4 separate regions of the Mus musculus genome follow, and regions 1, 2 and 4 are each linked to region 3. Evidence: chromatin contacts called from public promoter capture Hi-C data. All regions are on one chromosome and are shown on one strand. The core of a region is the stretch at or near the end of the contact, and the rest is flanking DNA. Distances in the headings are between cores, read along the strand shown.

The links. Promoter capture Hi-C pulls out the DNA fragments that hold promoters and counts their contacts. Capture Hi-C pulls out chosen DNA fragments and counts their contacts.
Region 1: a promoter capture Hi-C map of adipose tissue shows a contact between it and region 3. The contact joins the promoter of Gbp3 here to the promoter of Bmpr1b in region 3. A contact is called at or near these places in 1 of 15 datasets of contacts at CTCF or cohesin (the NIH/3T3 cell line), 1 of 484 Hi-C or Micro-C datasets (embryonic stem cells) and 1 of 9 other capture datasets (adipose tissue).
Region 2: a promoter capture Hi-C map of adipose tissue shows a contact between it and region 3. The contact joins the promoter of Gbp5 here to the promoter of Bmpr1b in region 3. A contact is called at or near these places in 5 of 39 promoter capture datasets (cranial neural crest, embryonic stem cells, hippocampal neurons and 1 more), 1 of 15 datasets of contacts at CTCF or cohesin (the NIH/3T3 cell line) and 1 of 9 other capture datasets (adipose tissue).
Region 4: a contact with region 3 is called in a promoter capture Hi-C map of embryonic stem cells, with 5 times the contacts expected there. The contact joins the promoter of Gbp2 here to the promoter of Bmpr1b in region 3. A contact is called at or near these places in 5 of 39 promoter capture datasets (cranial neural crest, embryonic stem cells, liver and 1 more) and 2 of 115 datasets of contacts at active chromatin or transcription factors (both in embryonic stem cells).

Annotation. Positions count from the first base shown.
Region 1 is chr3:142,559,072-142,561,957 of GRCm38.p6, reverse strand. Gbp3 (guanylate binding protein 3) reads right to left here and starts at 1,602. Exons shown (of 11, transcript NM_001289493.2): 1 at 1,268-1,602; 2 at 23-218. The coding sequence starts at 194.
Region 2 is chr3:142,495,662-142,498,361 of GRCm38.p6, reverse strand. Gbp5 (guanylate binding protein 5) reads right to left here and starts at 1,428. Exons shown (of 11, transcript NM_153564.2): 1 at 1,367-1,428.
Region 3 is chr3:142,168,021-142,170,844 of GRCm38.p6, reverse strand. It overlaps Bmpr1b (bone morphogenetic protein receptor, type 1B), which reads left to right and starts at 1,420. Exons shown (of 12, transcript NM_001277217.2): 1 at 1,420-1,700.
Region 4 is chr3:142,619,326-142,622,132 of GRCm38.p6, reverse strand. Gbp2 (guanylate binding protein 2) reads right to left here and starts at 1,470. Exons shown (of 11, transcript NM_010260.1): 1 at 1,325-1,470.

The DNA of each region.
Region 1 (2,886 bases), core at 353-2,852, 390 kb before region 3:
TATACACCCCAAGGACACTCACCATGGTTCCGTCCTGCAAGACGATTCATGAGGTAGGACTTCCCTGTACGATATAAACCAACAATGGCCACCACCACCAGAGGCTGTGCTATCTGCTCAAGAATCCTTATGGCTTCCAGATTTACTGTCAGCTGATTTTTCCAATTTTCCACCAGACAAATGGGTGCCTCCATGGTCCACTCGGAAGCTGCAGAACCCTGTAACCCAGAACAGTCGCTCACTGAAATATGGGATCTTAAAATCGTCTGTTGTCATCACCCAAGGCAGACACATGTCGGTTTTTGTTTGCGCAACACGTATCTCAAGTTCTGTATGTTTCTAAAGTGGGAAATGAACTCAGCCTTCCCAAACCTGTTACAGTATTTCTCATAGAATATATCACGATTCTTCTTTGAACTATGAAAAGTATTCTCCGGCTTCTTAAAAAATAACATGAGAAAGCCAACAACACTGATGTCTGAGACTGAGAGCACTCGGGTTTTGCAGCGGGTGAGGCAAAAACGCACGTGGCAAAGTTGCAAAGTGGGTAGAAAGGTTTCCTGGCATTCTGAGAGAATTTGAAGTCTGTTTCAGTATGAGAAGTTTGCCGGGTGTGTGTTGGGCACTGCCTTAGGTGGCTGTTATCAAAGAATAAACTAAATGAGTGCAATTTCCTACCTTGGTGAGCCTCTGTTCAAATGGGAGAGAAAACGAAGCAGAAAATGAACACACACACACACACACACACACACACACACACACACACACGTGCCCGTGCGCCCACACACGCCTTAGAATAAAGTAAGTATAGAGCGAGGTAGGGACATTGGAGGTTGAATTCAGATAAATAAAACAGGGACTGACTCCAGCAAAATAAGATAAAATGAAGCCTCTTAGTGACACCTTTGAGGACAGATGTCTGCTATCAAGAAAACATTGCGGACACAAGGAAGCAAACTGGGGGAAGCTACCCTACAAGAGGCTGCAGTACTACTGAGTTTGGCTCCTGGGTACCAGGCTCTCACCACCAAGGATGGGCCTTGGTCATTGTCTCCCAAGCCAGAGGGGTTATTGAATGAAGACCCAAGAAAAGCAGTACATGCACGCTTGGCCCGCCAGGTGGCGCTCTGCAAATGGCCACAAGACCCTGTGAGGTCTGCAGCTTGCACTGGCTTGCCCACCAGGGTGAGTCTGCCACCCCAGAATGGAGATGTCCTGGCAATTTCGCCGGCAGCGTCTGTTGAGAGAAACACATGTGGTTACTCACCCAGGCACTGGCTCTGTAACAGGGACAGTCCTCAGCCAACTTAGTTCTTTCCCTGAGCTTCCTACTGCTCCAGGCTCCTTGGAGCAGCCACTGTTAGAAGTGGCAAAGTAACAGCCGCCCAAACACAAATTGAGATAAAAGGAACTGAAATCGAAACCATGCTCCTTGCTTGATGACTCAGTCAGTCGTTGAGGGCTTGAACAAAATAACAGAATTTGTGACCTCAGCTGAGCTGAGGAATTTCCCAGATCCCCCCGAACTTTCTGCAGTTATCACCCCGCCACATCTTGCAGATTGAGACTTTTTTTCTTTCCTACAGTGTGTTCCATCACCGATGCAAAAAAAAAAAAAAAAAAAAGGAGAAAACAGAATCACACTTGGCACACAAGTCTGTCTGTAGTACTCACCAGGGAACACTACTAATCAATGATTGTCATTGCGTTTTCTGGGTCCCCTGCCCTCTTGGATTTAGACTGCAGTCTAAATCAGCAGTGTGGCCTCCTCCTTTCCCTCCACACATTTCAGAGGAAATGCTCCCTCAGATGCAGCAGGAGAAAATAGCAGTCATTATACAACCTGAACTCAGGCTGTGAATTCGAGCCAAAGGCGACGACTGGACTTCCCCCCAGCAGAAAAGCCCTTTCTCCTCCCTTTCTTGTGTTTTCCAGGGATCTGGGAAATAGAAACTGAAACTGTGTCCTGACATGAACCAGCTTTGTTTAGGGAGTCAAAGATGATTGCTCAAGCCCTGGGTATCCTAGCCTTTTTGTTAAAGGAAAACAAGTCCCCAGTTTCCTTAAAGTGCATATCTGCTGTCAGCTCCCTGTTAGAGTCTTTAACCAAAGTGTTATAAAGATGGTGAACTATAGAGATGGCCACTGTTTACAGTGCAGCTTGCTTGGCAAGAACAATGCATGATTCAGTCAGGTCTGTCAGTAGAGCTAACAACTCTGGGCTGTTCCTTCTCTACTCTGACTGACAGGAAGTTCCCAGTATGCTTTGCCTGTCTTTCTGGGGATGTCTCAAACTACTCTCTTTCTTTGTTTGCCATTTGTCCAACACAAGTGTTCATTCCTAATCTACAAATCCAAACTTCCAAATCCTCCCAATACTGATTTTTTTTTGAGTTCTGACATAAAATCACAAGTAAAAAAAATCTGTTCTATAAAAGTTTCCTGCTTTCATGAATTATTTAAAATATTGTCTATGTGAACTGGCCATGGAAGTGGAGGCAGGGGAACCATTCTGAGCTATATATTAAGCTTGAGGCTAGCCTGGGCTACATGAAAATTTTGTCTCAAAATATATATACAATATGTGGGACGGGGTTCATGTATGCTAAGTTGGCTGTGCTCAGACTACTTCATGTACTTCATGTATAGACTACTTTCAAATAATTCATGCAAAAAGCAAACTTTCAACATTAAAAACAAGACATAGACAGACTGACTTTTCAGTTAATAGAGTTCCAGGTGAGCTACAACAGATATGCTTTTATTATTAACTGCTACAAGTTATCATTAACTATCCTTTAAGGCTGGTTAGGTTGAAGTCCTTATATAATACATATGAGTATCAATTTGTGCTTTATTCCTTCCTTGATCATAAGAAAAAACTAT
Region 2 (2,700 bases), core at 179-2,678, 330 kb before region 3:
GGGTTTTTATTTGTAAGTTCCACTTAATATTGATTTCCAGTCTCATCCTTGCAACTGAGTAGCATTATGATGTCATTCAAGTCTTCCCTACAATTCTGCTTCCTACAAGCCAGACGTAACCAAATCAATATGCATTTATATCAGTAGAGGGTTGGGCTAGAGATATTGGCTCAGTGACTAAGAGCACTTGAGGCTCTTGTAGACCTGGATTTTGTTCCCTTAACCCATACCAGGTGGCTCACAACTACCTATAACACCAGTCCTGGGGGACTAAAATACACTCAGGCACACACATAAATAAAATAATTATAAAAAAAAAGAAGAGAAGAGAAGAGAAGAGAAGAGAAGAGAAGAGAAGAGAAGAGAAGAGAAGAGAAGAGAAGAGAAGAGAAGAAGAGAAATGTTCACACAAGGGGAGGACTGTAGGGAAGAAGGTCACCAAGAAATCTGAAAGTACTGAAAGGTGCTGGAGATGAACTTCTGGTGTTTGCTCAGTTTTTGCGTTTATATTCTTATCTGTTCTTTAAGTATGATATGCATGAGGCACGGGACACAGCAAGAAGTCAAAAGAGTTCCCAGGAGCGATCCGCATAGCCAGACCATACCGGCCAAATAGGTCATTTTTTGATTCGTCAACATATAAAGGTAGAGACAATATTGTAGCAGAGACAGAATCCAACACAAATGGGGTTTAAAAGTGAGTGACTGCCCAGGAAAAGCAAACACGGAACCTTTAAGAGATGGCAGTGCAGCGAAAATGCTCACTGCTGTCAGCAAACCTCTTCCTGTGTGCCTTGGAGTTCTCTCTCTCTCTCTCTCTCTCTCTCTCTCTCTCTCTCTCTCTCTCTCTCTCTCTCTCTCTCGCAGCTCTGGCTGTGAATTTGTCCCAAGCTCCAATGAGGACAAGCATCGGCCCACATATAGAGCCTTGCTGTCTGGGAATTCACTTCCCGACAATGGGAGCGCTGGTTAGAGCCCCAGTCTCAGACCTTTTACTGCGCAGCTCATGCTCTGCTATATTGTTCATGCAAACAGTATGGTTGCCTGCTATTCTGGAGGTGATTCTGTTCTAAACAGCAACTAGGGATGCCAAGAAGTTAGAACAAGCGGAGATAAACAGTTGGAAGTCATTTCTACCTTTCAGTTTAATCTCTTCACACTCTGCCCTCTCATTAACAGGAAACAATAACGGCACTGAATAAACACTCGGACTGCTGGACAAGGAATTCTGCTTCTCTGAGAACACTGCTGTTTAATCTCTAATGGGGCTGAGCCAGCATCCAGGCTAGGATGCATCCCATCCTGGATAAAGTAGTCTAAAAAATAATTCCTAACAGTCTCTTCCCACCCCTGCTCCAGGTCTTACCTTAAGAAAAACTGAAGAGCGGGAGCAGGGGCCAGTAAGAACACTGCTTCAAACGGGACTCTGCAAGAGGACAAACTCGTTGCACCCTTATTTATCTGTGCTTGGTTCTGAGAAATAACGGCCAGCCCTGGGAATTTCCTTTCCTCTCCCAGAGAGCTGGGAGAGAACTTGATTATGAAACGCAAGAACAGGAATCTGCAAAAGGGTTCTCTAAACTGAAATTGAAACTACACAAGTTCAGACTGTATAGTTGAAGGGGATTTTCAAAAGCAGAAGGCTTGAATGTCACTGAACTAATTTCCCAGAAGTTGCCCACAATCTGAAAGAGAACGTTGACATCGTTTGTCATTGTTTCAAGCGCTGTTTATTTTATTCCTTTGAACGAGGGTGATAATTTTTATGGTTTTGAATCACAATTGTTTTGAAGGGAAACCTCACGTACTATTTGAAGACTCATTTCTTACAATTGTCTCTGCATCCACTTAGGATAAAAGTTGTTTTCATTGGTAGTAGGTTAAACAAGGAACTCAGGGTGTCATGTTGTGGACTCTTGAATCCCATATATAAAAGAAATAAAGAACAGAATTAGGAAAACTGAGGATAACTTTTTTGGAGTTGGAGAGAGGAAAAAATTAGCAGAGCAGACAAACCGTACAGGAAACCAGAAAGGAGAGATTGCAAAGGAAAAGAAAGCTAATCACGCTTGCTGGGTTAGAGACTGCACCAGCAAGCTGACTCAGTCACAGAAAGGCTGTAAGCAGCTGCTTTAATCTTATACTGTTTGGTGCCGTTTGGAACATCTGCTGATGATGTGACCCAAGTCCGATTCTTCTGAGCAAAACTCAAGCCACTGAGTGGGTTAAACTAATTTTTTAAAATAGGTCAATAAAATAGCTATGCTTTACCAAGAAGAAATAGCCTTCCCTTAACGGAGCTTCAAGAAAGATCTTCTATCTCACTTGTCTAGAATTCAAGCCAAAATAATATGTTAACAAGTCCTGGAGATGACGCTGTCACTACTGGGACAAGGAAACTCAGGAAATGTCTGGTCATATGTAGCCAATAAAGATCAGTTATATAGAAGCTGAATGTTGTACATGGATATTTGCGGACTTTGTTCTGACGCTCTCTGGAGTCTAACTCTCCTAAAAGGAAGCATACTCGCTTTAGACTGCACTTGCCTGTAAGCTTGACAGAAATAGCATTTGACTTTATGGTGGGTACCGCCTATACTGGTGACTTTGGGTAAAATAACCTAACCGTTATCACAATAACAACTGTATTGATCCATGCGCATTGGATGGCCTTCCACTCCAGTGTCTTCTTTGGTTCGT
Region 3 (2,824 bases), core at 171-2,670:
TTTCAAGTACCTTTCTCTGTAACATCCAATTTATTTAAATTCAGTTTATAAGAACCTCTAAGGGAGAATCTTACACTTCTGTCTAGTAAATGTTATTAGTAATTCCTACATCACAGGGGTAGATCTATTCAAGTTTCTTTCCTATTTAAAACTAATGTCAGGAGACGAAAATGACAGAAAGTCTGATTGGGGGACAGATAGAAGGCAAGTTCACTGGTCACATACTTATAGTTAGGAAAGAAGAGAAAGACGATGCAGAAGGGGAGGGGGTGGGGTTATCTCTGACTCACAGAGTGAAGGCAACAGGTTGGATTCCACCTTTGCAGTTCTTTCAGCTCTAAGTCCTGACACCTGGGGTCAGCAAGGGCCCAATAAAGAGACACCAACAAGCAATTTACCTACTTAGAAAACTTCTAGACAACGTCTTACAGTCTGGCTTCAGGGACTATAACATGGATACACGATGGGGCAGGCAGACTCCCTTGGCGACACTGTCATTTCAGGATAAATATACCCACCATTTACCAACTCATTAATAAACACCAGGGACCCCACTTGCTCCTAAGAGGGACCTGTAGGTCTCTTATATTTACAGGTGAAAATATTTTATTTAACGTCTGATTCAGCTGGAACAATTTCAGAAGAAAGGGGATGAAATAAAATGGTAGGAATGAAATAGATCATAATGAGAAACTCATAAGAAATTCACTTCCGAGTGGCACAAAATAAAACTTAAGTCACACTTCTAACGAGGACAAACGGGGCTGCTCAACATGCTTGGAATTTAAAAAAAAGTGAGGAAATGAATTATGGTGGAAACTGGGCATCAGGCATTAGGAAGAAAAGATATTTGGAATTCATGAGATACCGCCCTGGGAAACAGTTGGCAAAATGGCTGAGTTGAAAGAGGTTAGCTATGCTCCCCAAATCTCCGGAGAAGCCGAATCACCTTACTTTATATTCATTTCTCCAAGAGTCGAAACACTTACAGACTTAGCCAGGAGACCACAGAGTAAAGATGTCAAATGCTTTCTCAAGCCAAACTGTAAAATTTCATCGAACACAAGTGGAATTTTTTGCGTTGCCTTTCATTGTTTACAATTTCAAAATATCTGTATTAAGGAAAAATTTCATTTTCCTAGGAAGCCTCACTCCATGCCTCAAGATTTCTAACCCCTCACCCGAGACTGTGGATCTAATTTGATGTGCACTCCCCTCCCCTTTTTTATGAGGTGTGTGACCAACGTTTCCATAACTTCTCCAAAGTGTCGCTGGCCCCGGAGAAGTTGAAGTTCACCGCGCTCTGCCATTTGGAGTCGGTCCCAGCTCGCACCATTCCGCGCTGCCTCCTCGCGCTTTTGTTTCTGGAAGCTGAAGGGGGCGTGTGGCAAGGCTTTTGGACCAGCCAGGGACGTTTGTCCGGCTGCAGCGCCAGGGATGCTCTGAGGACGGCTCTGGAGGTGGCTGGGACCGCTCCAGGCGCCGGGCCGCGTAATCCCTGCGCTAAGTGCTTGGCTCGCAGTCTGCAGTCACTAGTGGGAGCTGGAGAGGGCGAGTGAGAAAAATTCCAGCGGCGGCGGAGCGGGAGGAGGGACAGGAGCTACGGCGGCGGCGGCAGAGGCAGCGGCGGCGGCAGAAGTTGCCGGCGTGGTGCTCGTAGTGAGGGCGCGGAGGACCCGGGACCTGGGAAGCGGCGGCGGGTAAGGGGCGCTGGGAAGGGGCCTGGGAGTTCGGATCGGGGGTCTCCAGGGTAGCCCGCGCTTTGTGCGGCGATCGGGGTGGGACACGTGCTCCTCGGGGAGCGGGACACCCGGACAGCGGGGCGCTCCCGGGCCACGAGCGCTTGGGGGGACGCCAAGGGGCACCGAGCTCGGGACCAGCCACCTGCCTCGCCTGCTCCTCGGACCCGCTGGGAGAGCCAAGGCGCTCATGGGACAACCACACTCTTCGGTCCTCTCGCGCTCTCCCCTGCCCCTTAGTCACTCCATCCTCTCAGCCCTCTCCTCTTCCGAGTCTTTCCAACGTGATCCCATACTTAGTAGCTGACTTTCCCCACCTCTTGTCCTTTCCTCCTGTCCCTCTACACTATTCCCATCGGTTCTCTGCAGGGTGAGGTTTTTCTGACATTGGAGAAAGACCCTCCGGAAGTTGTGCAGGGCGGCAGGTATCTAGTTTCTCTGAGCCTCTCCAAGGAGGCTGAGTGCTCTGTGTTCTGAATGGGGACCTTGTGGCTTCTTTGAGTTATTAGGGACTGCTCTTTTCTTAGTCACCTTCCCCCAAGGTGAGGTCAGTTACTGTGAGGGGCCACAAAGGTGCCAGTGAAACAGAACAGAAGAAGGCAGCTGAGTAACAGAAGGTCCCAGACATATCCGCAGTGAAGCGGAACCACCTGAGAGAAGGCTCCTGGATTCTGGAAAAACAAAAGGCTCCATGAGTCCTCACGATGGAGTTCAGCTGAAGAACATTTGAAAAATAATATGAAAAAGCCCTCGGTGTGAGAGCCTCTTGCTGTCCTCACTGAGACTAAGTCTTTGCTTTTCATATGCATATTTTTGGGGCTCTTGGTCACAACTTCTCTAATTATTGTTTTGAGGGAAGTTAAGAGAAATGGTCTATGTCAACGGGGCACTTATGTTTTAAGAAAAAGTGATTTCAACTTTGTACTTTTATACCTCTTTACATTCTGCCGATCAAGGAGAATTATGTCTAACTGCAAAGAAAATAGGAAAGGATTTGTCAGTAATTTAAAAAATATGAGACATTCCAGGGATCAATAATTTCTTTGGAGCATTCTCATTACGAGGATGTTGTCGAGGATATTACA
Region 4 (2,807 bases), core at 221-2,720, 450 kb before region 3:
AACAGCCAGTATTGTTCCTACTTGCATTCATTCATTCATTCATTCATTCATTCAGTTGCATCAGTATGGACTGCTAAGTACTTATTATTTCATTCCGTGTAACTTAGGACTTTGTGACCATTCCTTAGTTTGTTGCCTGGCTTGTTCCCCGTGTTCACTGAGGCTCCCTCAGCTGGATCCCGTGCTTGGCTGGTAGACTTCCATGACATTCCCAGTGCTGTGGTACTCTCTACCAGCACAGTCTTCCAGACACAGCTCATAGTTTTCCTATGTTACCCTAGAGAATTCCTCCCAAAGGTTTGGTTTCTTTCAGTTCACAGTGGTATTTATGCCACAAATATCACATGGACTATATGCATTGCTTTAAGGTGAACCAGTATCTTCTGGAACATGATATAGTTTTTGAACTCATGAAGTCACAGCAGCTGTGGCTGCCTATAGAAAACCTGCATAAAGGCGGGTGGTTAGTGGCACATGCCTTCAATCCAGCACTTGGGAAGCAAAGGCACATGGATCTCTGAGTTTGAAGACAGCCTGGTTTACACAGTGAGTTTCAGGACAGCCAGGGCTACACAGACACACTATTTTGAAAACAAAACAAAAGAAAAAAGAAAAAATGCATAAATCAAAATTCTACCATAGGTTGGTGAGAGTCCCGGGAAGCCCAGAGCATAACTGAGATGATAATGGCAGTTAATGGCTGCTACAGACTCCAGGGTTGGTTTTCTTCAGTAAATGGCCCCTGTTAAGTTACCTGAATTCCACTAGGTGGCCTTATGCCCACGTTTGAATGAGCTGCAGTGACTTGATTAAATGAGGACATGAAACTGAGTGAGGGGTGGGTGGGAGGAGATGGAGGAAAGAGTAGGGAATATACACAATCAAAAACACATGACATATATGATGTTCTCAAGGAATAAATAATGTGTGTGTATTCAAAATAGTATACACAAAGATATTGTAGCTCAATAGATTTTTCAATGGGGGAAACTGTCTCTTTTTATGAATTCCAAGCAGCCTAACTTATTTAGGTAGACACTGGCAACAAGTTCAGGAACTTTGTCTGAGTATCATTAAATAGTAAGAATGATATAAAATGGTACCGAGAAAGCAATATGAACCTCAACACACTTATGCTCTCAGTGTGAAGTCTTCTTTCCCAGAGTTTAATTAATTTGCCCTAGTAGGGACAGGGACATCTAGGGTAAAGTCTGCCTCTGTCACCTAGCCCTGGGCCACACACATCTGTGCTGGTTTCAGCCTCCTCTGGTTAGGGTAAACCAGCAGTCTGCTAAACAGTTTTCCACCCCTGCCTCTGTCTTACCTGAAGAGAAATCCTTTAGAGAAGAAGAAGAAGCAGCTTTTCAATGCTGGTCAGCTTTGCCTCTGAGGCTGGCTGCAGAGTGCTCTGTCCTCTCTCACAGGCACTGTGACATAGACCCTGTAGTAACCCGGGAAGTTCCAGATTTTTGCCAGAGAACTTGTGAGGAGTTCGCTCTTTATTTATGCTTAAGACAGTGAAAGTGAAACTAAAAGAGTTCCTAACTGGGGTGGGGTTGGAGGGATGACTCAACCAGCACTGCAGGAATGAGGGGTTTGCTCATGGGAGGAGGGTCTCAGGACTTCTCAGGTAGAGATTGATAAATGGTGCCATTTCTTGTGGGTGTTTCAAAATGTAGGGTGAAAAGGGTGTGGTTTTGAAATCATTCTCTTATGTTTCAGTCCTTTTTTGTCCATTAGTGTTTGTTTTGTGAAGTTGCCAGCCCCACTGTGTTACACAAAGTTAGCAAGCAATTGTGCAATTCAGAAGTGGACATGAATCGTTTAAAAATCATTTCTCTGTACTGTGAAAGAATAAAAATAGAACGAAAAAGGTGAGAATTTGGAGGGACAAGGAGAGAGAAAGGAAGGAGAAAGATGGGGGAGACAAAGAGAGGGAAGGAGGGAGGAAGAAAAATTACTGAAAGTGAAAGTGAATCTGAGTTCCTTTAAACATGTCAAATGCTGGGAAATCAGCTAGCTTGTTTGTTAGTTTGTTCATTTGTCTTTTGGACTAGAATAATCGCTATTAACATTATGTACAATCCCACAACAATTTTAGCACCACTTAAATATTTTCAATCATGTAGACATGTAGAATTTAAGAGTAAGCAAAAGGGATTTCTTTCTTTTCTTTCCTTTTTTTTTTGTTTTTTGTTTTTTGTTTTTGTTTCTAAGCTTAAAGGGGTGGAGTTTCCAGTCATTTGTAGTATGTTTCCTTAGAAACAAGTGAGTCAGAGTCCTGACCCTAAACCATTGAGTGCAAATAACATCTCTCAGAGGCTGAGGGAAGCCACTGTCAAAACTGAGACTGACATCTGTGAGTCTCTGAGCTAAGGCTGGGAATGACCATGGAGTTGACAAGCCACTGGCACTGTGGCTGTGAGAAGTGTCCCAAACTGTGCTTTGAAGTTCTGAAGATGTCTAATTAATCCTCATGCTGATTTACCCACGGACTAGTACTTAAAATCTTCCAGGGACTTAACACAAATCAGACAATAGGTCAGACTTTGAATACAAGTGTTGAATTCTTCTTCAAGCACACATGATACAAGCATGCACTGAAAAGTATACTACAGAAACACTATACCATCCACTGTTATGCTATAAGTTAATGTACCACTAGAAGTATTTTTTAAAGCCCTGGGTTTAATGCCACTACCAGAAAATAATTATACAGAAAGTATCTTTGTGTTTCTGTATTCCACAAGAGTACTAAGCCCCGTGACTGTGACATTTCCTCTGTGTGGTACTACTGTTATTCTGAA